Linked DNA regions of Gossypium hirsutum: region 1 is linked to region 2. A link is a contact called in public Hi-C data. All regions are on one chromosome and are shown on one strand. The core of a region is the stretch at or near the end of the contact, and the rest is flanking DNA. Distances in the headings are between cores, read along the strand shown.

Region 1 (5,710 bases), core at 1,148-3,647, 310 kb before region 2:
TCCTGAAAAGGACCAATTAACAATTAGATCTCAGTCCTGTGCTATGAACACTATAAAAAACAATCACTAACAAAGTACATATCCAAAAGCACTCTGAAAACCTTTAGAACCTACTCAAAGTAACTTCTAAGCAAAATCACCAGATTCATTCCTCTTAGCAACAAGCCTTGGCAATATCCTTGAATTTCATTATATATCCTGTAAGAGCAACCAAACCTGACATAAAACAAACATTAGCAGATCCAAAGCCGGTAACAGCGTTGTCTAGTCCAACTATCATGGATAAGTACATTCATACATTCATAAATCCATCAGCTCATGTTGCATGAAAATAGCAAAACTATTTATCTCAAAGTAGCCTTAACATGTGTTTAATAGGTGGTCATGGACTAATCTCAATTCTTAGCTTTCTAAAGAAAGTAAAAACGACAAAAAAAAAAACAGAGGTACTGTTTATCGAATGGTGTAAGAGCCAAATTTAGCTACGAAGTGGGTTCTTCACATCATACCATTGATGCCTTCCATGGCACCACTGACAACATGCTGGGCAGCAACATCATAAACATGGCGTGTGGTAGTTGTTGGGCCAAACACTCGATCTAGAAGCATAAGAAACAATCAATTAAGTGAGATCCAGAAAGCTTAAGAATTTTGGACCATAAAAGAGATAAAGGCAAACTAGATAATATACACTATGCCAAATGCCTCTAATAAAAATGACAGAGAAAAGTAATTTTTTTTTATTAAATTTATATAGAAAACAGATAACTGATACTTCTCAAAGTTCATCCAGTACCTAGTGCTATTTCACACAGACATAAAAAGCAAATCAGAACTTAAAAAGTTTCTGCACATAACAAAAAATGACAAACAGAAACATCATCAACAATTAAAAGGTCATTCACATATTAAACATGAGAAATGTTTCAAGAAGAAAACATAAGAATTAGAATCCTCAGAAGCTGCCTTAAAGGCTAAGGAACAAAAAGTTTTAAGGGTTACAAATATTGTGAAAGCGGATACCAATGTTTTGAAGATATGCTTTGAATATCTCCAGTTCTTTGGCACTGGAATGACCTCAATATATATTTATTCGAGATTTTTCATTAGTTGGAGTCTAAAAAACATAACTCCGAGTAAAATTAAAGGTATCTTCAATAGAGTGCATGAAAAACATGAAATTGAAAGAAAAAGATCACTTCACATAATATAAAACTAACCATATGCATAAGCTATGGATGGATTATGTTCATTTCTCACAATAGTCTCCCCATCTGCATACCAAGCAATCTCCTCACCAAGACGAATTTCCCTTGGACTACATCCACAAACGCCAATCAAAGCCTTCATCAAACAAATACATAGAACAAAATACCCAAAAAGCAAGGGAAAATAATAATATACCTGAGAGGACGAAACCGAACGGTGACAGTGACATTCTCCTTGGATCGGTCGGCATCCACATGCAAGTTCTCAGAGTAAAAACACTGTGGCTTGCTTCGAGCCGATGACGATGCCGGTGAGCTCTGGCAATCGATAGATGTTTCTGGAAAGTGTTTGGATGATGAAGTTGTTGAAGACGAAGGTGAATTTACAGCTTTTGAGTTGCTTGAACCTAATTTCTTCGATTTCGATCCTCTTCTCGAAGACATTTTCACCTCACCAAAAAATTCTCCGTTCTACACACTTAACAAAAAAAAAAGCAACTCGAAATTAGAAAATATGAAATTCAAGCTAAAAAGGTAGAAATTAGTTTCGGAAATCGCTACATTGTGACAAAATCGACTTACAGTAGCAGAAATTTGAAGCAATTCCAAGTTTCTTGACTTTCCTAAAGTAATCAAACTGTTAATGAAAAAAAAAATCAACTTTCTCCGTCAATTTTGTAGACAAATTCAGTTGACTTTTACAACTCAGAAGAAGAAAAAAGGAAATCAACTTCCTTTTATATCCTCTATTTTCTCTATCATCCAACACAAAAAACAGTACAATTGAAAAAAAAAAGTAAAAACGCAGGAAAGTTTTTAACAAAAAAACTAAAATCTATTTTTTCAACAAATATACAAAAAAAAATCATCTCTCCAGTCCAAACAAAATGACAATAAGAAAACTTACCTTTGCAGAATCACAGAAGCATTTTCGATTAAAAAAAACTATATAGAATCTATAGATCTAACAGTTAGGAGAAAACAGTTGAGAGAAAAAGAAAGATTAAAAGTTTTTCTATTTAGAGTAAAAGAAAAACATCATCACTCATCAGTAGAGGAGTAAAAGAAATAGAAAGAGAAATACGCCTTCTTTTTTCTTTAACTTTTCTTTAATTCGTCAATAATTTTAGTAGGAATATAGCTTTTTTGCTTGCCTTGGAAGCGATGCCACTCATCAAAGCCCCAATGGCAAACGGCAATTTTCAGTCCCCAATTTTTTAGAGGAAAAAGTAAATTAAAAATAAATAAATGGGTGGTGATGTGTAATTTTTGCTTTTTGCTTGATGATTGATGATTGAATTTATTTTATTTCCTTTCTTTCTTTTCTTATTTTAGCGCGAAATGAGTAATGAGTTTAGAAGACACGATCACGAGAGTCGCGTGAGAATGAGGCAAGTAAGAGAGGAGAGGTGGGACAAATGATGGGGCCCAGTTTTGCATTAGTACACGTGTCTGAACCTGCGAATTATTTTAGATTAGCATAAGATGAAATGAGACAAATTTTTGTTAAAAAGAAGAAAATGCCGTACTTCTGTTTTTCTTTTTTCAATTTTGTAATAATAATAACCTATCATTTTCTCCCTAAAATAATATCCTTTTAATTAGTAAATTTAAAAGTCAAAACTCTTTCTGAGAACAAAAGTCAAAACTCTAAAACTAAATTAAATCATATTATGTTCGACACACAAAAGACCATTGGACTATTTTAGCACTCATACCTCGAAATATATATTTTTAAATTAAATATTTAATTCATTCCTTTTTGATATTATTTAATATTCTTTTCTTGAATGCAATTTTTAAATATTTGATAGAGATATTGATTTCTAATTAAATTAACTGAATCAAGTTTGATAAAGCTTTCTCCAAGGTTTTTATTTTTTCCATTAAAAAATAAACTCAATACCTCAAAAACCATTCATTATTAAAATAAAAAGCATGAACTTTCTTTTTTGTCTTAACATGTCCTCTTTCTTATATTAATTTGTTAGATTTAGAAAACAAAAAATTGATAAATTGTTTGAAAATACTAACTCTTTGTTCGGTTCAAGGAGTAAGAATAGATTACAGTCCAAATCGGTGAGCCCATCACTAAATTAATGTTAGTTGGCTATAATGGCCTATTACAGCCTATGTTGAATAGGGTTCTATCCTAGGAAAAGGCTGTATAGTCATTCCCTTACTTCACCACTGAATAGGCATTTAATTCGGTGGAAAAGTGAGATTTTTTTTCCCATTTTCAATTTTTGCCTTCACCTTTACCTGGGATGAAAATGTTGTAACTAGAACTATCATCGTTCTCCTCGGTCTTGCTGATAACTTCCTTTCCTTCTTATCTCTATTAAAGGTATCGGTCCTCTTTTTTTAAAACGCTTCCCTTTTTTTTCTTTGGTTGTAGAGAAAACCTACTCAGTCGAATGAAGTCATCATCCCCCACTCTTTTTCTTTTTCTTTTTCTTTTTCTTTTCCTCAGTCGATATTGTGGGAGCTTTATTCTTTTTCTTTTCCTTGGTTTCTCTATGTCTTGGTGACAGCTATTACCTTTTTTATTTCTTTTTCTCAGGTACTAATCAGCTAAAAAAAGAAACTGTAAAAAATAAAATGTTGGTAATGGTAATATATCACAAAGAAAGGAGAAATAAAAATAAAGAACACACAGATTTTTACATGGAAACCCTTTCGAAAAAAATCACTGGTAGAGGAGAAGAAAATCCACTATGTGGAATTCAAATGATTACAAGAGGAGTAGACTATGTCTCTATTTATAGGCATGTAAAATCATATTCTAATAGTAGTAAGATTGTAACACCTTATTCTAATCAATATTAAATAGATGGAGTTTAATAAAGTTTAAAAAAACCTTATTCTAAAATAAAATAAAAGAAGTGTAGTTCTATATAGATCTTATTTTTATTTTATTTTACCACTGTATTTTATTTAAATAAGGATTCAGGTCACTTAATTCTAACAATCTCCACCTTGACACGAATTCTCAATGAACAAGTTCTTCATCGCGAACTCTCAACGAACAAGTTCTCCACATTTTCCATAAAACCTCTTAAGGGTTTAACTTCAACAATGAATACCAACCAAGTATAAGCAATGTTCAAACTTGGTTATAGGAAGTAAGTTAGTCATCATATCTGCAGGATTTTCATGAGTACTAATTTTGCTCACAACAATATCACCACGAACAATAATATCACGAGAAAAATGATACCGAACATCAATGTGTCTTGTTCTCTCATGAAACATTTGATCTTTTGTAAGGAAGATGGCACTTTGACCGTCACAAAATACTGTACTAATTTGAAAGTCTTCATTAAGTTTACTAAAGAGTCTCTTCAACCAAATAGCTTTTTTACAAGCCATGTACTCAGCTTCTGTGGTAGACAAAGCGACTGTAGTTTGCAAAGTGGCTTTCCAACTGATCACACAACCTCTGATTGTAAAGACATAACCTATAAGAGATCTCCTTCTATCTAGGTTTCCAGCAAAAACCTATAAGAGATCTCATTCTATCTACGTCTCCAGCAAAATCATCATTAACATACCCAATGACTCCATCTCTAGTTCTTCCAAACTGTAAGCAAACATTAGTAGTACCTCGTAAGTATCTTAAAATCCACTGAACTGCTTTCCAATGTTCTTTACCAGGATTCGCCATGTATCTGCTAACTACACTGACTGCATATGATAAATCTGGACGTAAACAAACCATAGCATACATGAAAGATCCTACTACACTAGAGTATGGAACATGTGACATGTACTCAATCTTATCATCTGATTGTGGAGACAAAGCCGATGGAAGTCTAAAATGGGCTGCTAAAGGAGTACTAACAGGCTTAGCACTCTGCATATTGAACCTGCAAAGAACTTTCTCAATGTACCCCTTTCTAACTTAGGTACAATTTAATTGTTTTTTTATCTCTGAGAATCTCCTTACCAAGTATCTTATTTGCTGGTCCCAAATCTTTCATCTCAAATTCTTCACTTAGTTGGGCTTTGACCTTTCTTATCTCTCATTTATCTTTCGTTACTATCAACATGTCATCAACATAAAGGAGTGGATAAACAAAAGAACCATCACTGTTTTTCTTAAAGTAAACACAACTGTCAAAACTACTTCTTTTGAAATTATGAAAAGTCATAAAGGAATCAAACCTCTTGTACCACTGTCTTAGTGTCTGTTTCAAACCTTAAAGAGACTTTTTTAGCAAGCAAACCTAGTCCTCTTTTTCTGAAACTGTAAAACCCTCTAGTTGTTGCATGTAAATATCCTCCTCAAGTTCTCCATACAAAAATGTAGTTTTTACATCTAACTGCTCAAGCTCTAAATCATGCATGGCCACAATACTAAGCAAAGCTTCGAATCGAACTATGCTTCACAACTGGGGAGAACATATCTGTGAAGTCCACTCTTGGAATTTGACTGTAACCCTTTGTAACAAGCCTTACTTTATATCTGAGTTCTTCAACTCTTGGAGTTCCTTATTTAT
Region 2 (5,735 bases), core at 3,037-5,536:
TAAATTCAAAACCAGGAATACCCTAAAAGATCAGTGCCTTGTCACTAAACAAAATTAGGCAGCTATTTTCTGCTGTCTCCAAGCAAAGGCAGATGTCATTAAACCACAAATCCTCAATACTAGAATCAAAATTGGCACATAATCAAAATTAATGGAATCTGATAAACAATAAACAAATCCAATTAAATTAAAATCCAATCCAAACTTTAACTACGCATTAGATAAATAAAAAAATCAACAAGAAACACTGATCCATTCGAATCCCAATTCAATTAAAATAATTATATCACCAAAACTTTCAACAAAAAAATTGAAGTGAAGAAATAAAATCGAATACCTTCTGAAGTTGATTGTAGCTAACATCATCGCGATGCTTAGACCAAAACCCAAATGAGGCACTACTATATTGCTCATTTCTTTGCGCTAATCCTGGCATCCTTTGATTTCTTAAATTCTCTTTGATTTACACTTATTTACCAATCTTTCCATCCCCGCCCTTCAATTCCGTGTTTTTTTGCCGATCCAAAAGAATAACCGATTCAATCGGATTTAACAATAAAATAAAATAAAATTCCGAGTTCGTGAAAATGATGATGGATGGTTTTCTTTTTTTTTTCTCCTTTTTGGGATCCAAATCGGATTGAATTTGAGAAAGAGATCGAAGAGATAATGGAAAAATCTGAAGGGGTGGGCTTTGAGGGTTGATGACGATGATCAGATTTGGAGCTGCATTTTATTTTATTTTTATTTTTTATTTTATAATCTTATATTTTGTAAATGAAAATCAGTGAGAAAGCATTCTGAAGTTGCTTTGTTTGTTTGGCAAGGGGGAAAAGGGATTGACGGTTAAATTGGAAACAAAAAACGCTTTGTTTGTTTGTTAATAAAATGTTTTTTAAAAAGTAATTTTTAAAAAAAAATTATTTTTTTGATGTATAGATAAATTTGTATAAAATATTTTTTATTTTTGGTAGATTTCTTAAAAATATTTTTTAGAAAAATTATTTTTACATATATTAATAAATTTATATATATTAATAAAATTATATTTTAAATTATTTTTACATATATTACAATAATTTATTTATAAATAAATAATTCAAATTAAATATATAATAATACTCAATTATTAAATTAGAATATTAACTGTCATAAATTAAAAGCAATTAAAGTCAAATAAATTATTTGTAATTGTGTTATAAAAATTAAAAAAAAGGATCGAATAATTATAAATTAGCTTCCAAACCACAATTAATACTAGAAATTAATAATATTATCTAAATGCATAATTAGTAGTACACCACATAATAACAATAATATTGTTTTAGTGCATAACTAATATTACACTACATTAAAAGTATCAATATATTCAACCTTGAGAAAAATTTTGAAGCCAAATTTTTTTATGCTTCTTACTTGAAAACATTTTTTTATCATAAATTTCGTATCAAATACAGCTCACCAATTTTTAGCTTTGAATGTAAAGCATAATGTTAAGATTCTAGGAATAATTGAGATTTGTAATGATGCTAGTAAACAATGGTAAAAGTAAGTTGTTATGATCATAAATATACAGTATTTTCCAATAGACGACCAAACATAATAAGTGAATCAAAATGTGTTGGCCATGGACTCGATTAGGAGTTGGTAACCTTCTGGTACTGTTGTCTCTGTGCTAACACATGCTGCTAGTGTTAGAACATCGGAACCAAGGCCATGAAACATGGCTAGAAACAGCAGCAAATGGAAATCCGCGATACGCTTCACGAATGGAAGGCTCTTTGTCTTATCTAGATGATTCTTCAGTGTCCTCATTGCCACGAAGTTGTTCTGGTTCTCAATAAGAAAGGTCGATGAAAGTGATCCCTGCATCAAAGCAACCATTCATTTGTGTTTCAGAGTAATTCTTAAGTAAAACACAGGTCCAACTCCAACCTGAGAAATAAAAACATAATAACAACCACTCTTGTATTTATTGTAAGACTAGTAGCGAACATAGGTGGACTTCGTTAAGCCACATACGAGTCTGCTAGCAGAAAATGACAGTCGATGATGTTTTTCAGGAGCCTTATACTCTAATATTAGCGCTGCACATAGTTACACGCCTAACAAGGGTGATTAGATATTTCATTTGTTTCAAAAGTGATTGTCCGGTATGGTGCAAGGCATCAATCTCAGAGTGACAACAATCAAGACTAGACAATCATGTCTACTTCTAAACTTAAATACTAATATCAAACTTAAATACCATGAAGCGGTCATAGCAAGAAAAGATCGATTTGGAACAGACATCAAGCAAGAATGGTAATTAAGAAGTTGCAAAGTTTGATATAATTGTGGTTCTTGCTGTTTATATGTCTGATACATCAGATTAAGGCAGCTTGCAAAGTTAAACCTTTGACGTAGAGCCCAGGGTGTTACCGAATTTGCTCATAGTAGATAGATATATAAGTCAAAATAGTGTGTTTTAATGTAGATGAGCATTACAAATCAAGGGATGATATATTAATCAGCCATTACCAACAACAATATGTAGTTTTCTGAAATAAATGAGCAAAACTTAGACTAAATTTGTATGAAATTCGAAGCTTGACTTTAGATGAAAATTATTATGTCCCAAAATAGCTTTTCATGGGTTTGAGAAGTGAAAAACGGTGTATAAAATTTGTTTCATTCATCCTTAATCTTTGAAGTACATCATCAACTAAACTGAAAATAGACATTATGATTCATTCTAATTTCCAGAAATTCTTATCACATCAGTATAGTTGTTTATAAGCAAATTGATTCAAATTTACAAGTGAGAGTCATGTCAAGATTGATTTACCATATAAGACGAGACCTAAAAATAAGGTGGCAGTGCACAAACCTCCAAAAAAGCCCTTACCGACCATTTCTATAAGAAGTTCTGTAGCCTTTGAGGTATAATTGTTTTGAAGAAATCCCTGGATCATTACATTATAACAACATCTATTAGGCAAACAATCATACCTTTAGCAACATTAGGCTCAATGCCTAGCTTTTTCATTGTGCCAATGATATCTTTAGCTTTAGAAACCACTCCTTTCTTGTAAAGTGTATCGATCAATGTAGTATATGTGATGACATTGGGATTAATGCCTTGCTTTCTCATTTCGAAGAAGAGATCATGAGCCTCCTTTAGCAAGCACTTCTTATAAAGATAGTTAAGGAAAGTGCTATTTACTACAAATCGAATTCAAAACCTTTTTCTTCCATCATCCTTAGAAACCTAACAACTCAATCAATATTCCTAGTATAAAACAACCCATTCAGTATTGTAGTGTAAATAATTAAATTAGGTTGATATCCTTTTTCAACCATTTCATCAAACAAACTCACCGCCTGAGAAATCTTACTTCGTTGACAAAGTCCTTTAATCAAAGTGGAAAAAGTTACAACATCAGGTTTAACACCTAGCTTCAGCATTTTGACCAAAACAGAAAACCCAGAATCAATTCCACCAAGTTGACAAAAGCAATTAATCAAGATGTTGAAAAAATAACCGTTATGGGAAACTCCCAACAATTCCATTTGGCTATACAGAGAAACAACAGTGGCATAACATCTCATTCTAACCAGGGCTACTAATAATTTAGTGAATTCAACAATGGAACGCTTTGGGTGCTGCTCAATCATTTCATTAAACAAAGTCAAAGCATCATCAACATTATCGAAGCGATGATAAGTCTTTGGGTTTTGCCTAAAAGACATTGAACTCTCATTTAAAGTTTCCATGTGATTAGAAACGATTTTAAAATAACGAGCAAAAGAATAGTGGAAACTAGAAAGGTTCATTCCATCATTAACAATGGAATGAAGAAGTAATGAAGAATCAAGCTTACCCATATCCCGAAATTAAGAAAAACGAAACAGCAAGAGCTGAGCTTGAAATGAAACTTACAAATGGTGGCGACAGCGGTACTACCAGACAGTCGGTAAAAATACGGACAAATAAAGAACAAGAAGAAAAAACAATAGCTTTAAAAAGAAGATGCCATACCTTAAGCCAAGACCTTGAGAAGAGGAATGAGATTTGCCTTTGCCTGAGAAAGAGAGAAAGAGAGGAATGAGATTTGCAGAAAGAGAGAAAGAAGATGAAGAACAGAAGGAAGGGAAAAGGATTTTTACCCGTCTCTAGGAAAATGTCTTACCGGAAAAAAATCTGTAAGATATTTTCCATAAAACGCGTTGATTTTACCCATCTCTTAGGAAAATATTTTCCAAATGTAAAATCTTTTCAAGCTTCCAAACACCTTAAAACCTCCTGGTAAACAAACGGGCCCTAAGTTACAATTTATTACTTCTAAGGTTAAAAATTAAAAATAATTACTAAATAACTATCGGTTTTTTTACCTGAAAGGCATACTCCGCCTTCACTAAGGTCTCACAAATTAATTGCCTGTTAATATTATTGGATAATTAGAAATTCTATCATGCGAAAATGTATGTGAAAATTTTATATTCAAAATATGGATGTTAATTTAAAAATAGTGTATAATAAAAATGAAATTTGTAATTTAAAATTAATAAATAATAACATATGAAATATATACAATATTAAAATGAAAAAATAGATTAAATTGTGAATAAAATGAAATTTAACACGTAAAAACATCATATTAAGAATACTAAATATATTACAATTATTTATCATGACTTTATTATCAATTTTGAGTTAATGTCGAGTTGTGTAGGGGATAAATCCGGTTAAGCAATGAACAAAGTGAATAAAATAAGAATTGAAAAGATCAAACATGCAAATTTTACGTAGAAAAACTTCTCAAGAGAGGATAAAAAGTCACGAGTAAAAGGAGATTTCACTATAATAAAGTAGAGTACAAAAGATGGGGAGAATTAAAAGAAAAATCCGAAGCCTTACAAGAAAAACCCTTCAGAACAAAGAACAAAATTCTTTCAATCTAAATAATTTTTTGTTGCCTAAAACATGAAGTAACTAAGGCCTATTTATAGGCTGAAATTCGTAGTATATATGATTACAACAACTTTAGGTTAATTAAAGTTTAAGTGAGAAACTAAAAATAGAGTTTAACTAAGAGAAGAAAAGTCAAACTTAAATTTGGTCAAAATAAGAGGTATTTTTCAAAAAAATCTCCACCTTGACTTGTATTTGGACCAACTCCATTGTCGAGCCCTGTTATGGGCTTAACTGATTCTTTTTCTAATACTTACCAACTCAAAGCAATGCTTAAACTTTGAAACTAGAAGGCTCTGTGTCAACATGTTGGTCAAATTGTGTTCTGTGTCAATTTTAAAAATATGAATATCCCCTTGAATGATCACCTCTTGAGCAAAATGATAACAAATGTCTATATGCTTCATTCTCTCGTGATGTATTTGATCTTTGGTGAGATGTATGACATTTTGACTATCACAATATATGAAGTTGCCCTTTTTTAACTTACCAGTTCACTGAATATGTAACAGCCCAATTTTAGTGAAATCGAAATAGTGATTTCGAGACCACAAATCGGAGTCAGAAAGAAAATTTATTTTAATATTATTGCATGGTCTGTATTATGATAGGAATGTTATATGAAAATTCTAATAAGAAAATTTTATCGATTATGTGCTTAATTACGAAAAGGACCAAATTACATAAAATGCAAAAGTTGAGTTCTAGTAGCTATAAGTATCAAATAGCTATGGAATTCAAAACTTGAGGTCCTTATACGGTAATTAGACCATTAAAGAAA

The links. Hi-C and Micro-C count contacts between places; a contact is called where the count stands out from the background.
Region 1: a Hi-C map of leaf shows a contact between it and region 2, with 2.7 times the contacts expected there. The contact joins the promoter of LOC107948525 here to the promoter of LOC107952836 in region 2. A contact is called at or near these places in 10 of 34 Hi-C or Micro-C datasets (anther, callus, fibers and 4 more).

What each region holds. Positions count from the first base shown.
Region 1 is chrA04:33,863,782-33,869,491 of Gossypium_hirsutum_v2.1, reverse strand. It overlaps LOC107948525 (kinesin-like protein KIN-7K, chloroplastic), which reads right to left and starts at 2,397. Exons shown (of 25, transcript XM_041111038.1): 1 at 2,363-2,397; 2 at 1,791-1,845; 3 at 1,405-1,686; 4 at 1,221-1,318; 5 at 510-599. The coding sequence starts at 1,652.
Region 2 is chrA04:33,554,331-33,560,065 of Gossypium_hirsutum_v2.1, reverse strand. It overlaps LOC107952836 (NPL4-like protein 1), which reads right to left and starts at 4,286. Exons shown (of 5, transcript XM_041111066.1): 1 at 4,150-4,286; 2 at 4,022-4,064; 3 at 3,361-3,438; 4 at 2,892-2,945; 5 at 1,417-1,866. The coding sequence starts at 4,223. The coding sequence ends at 1,612. LOC107952837 reads right to left here and starts at 829. Exons shown (of 8, transcript XM_016888034.2): 1 at 338-829. The coding sequence starts at 436.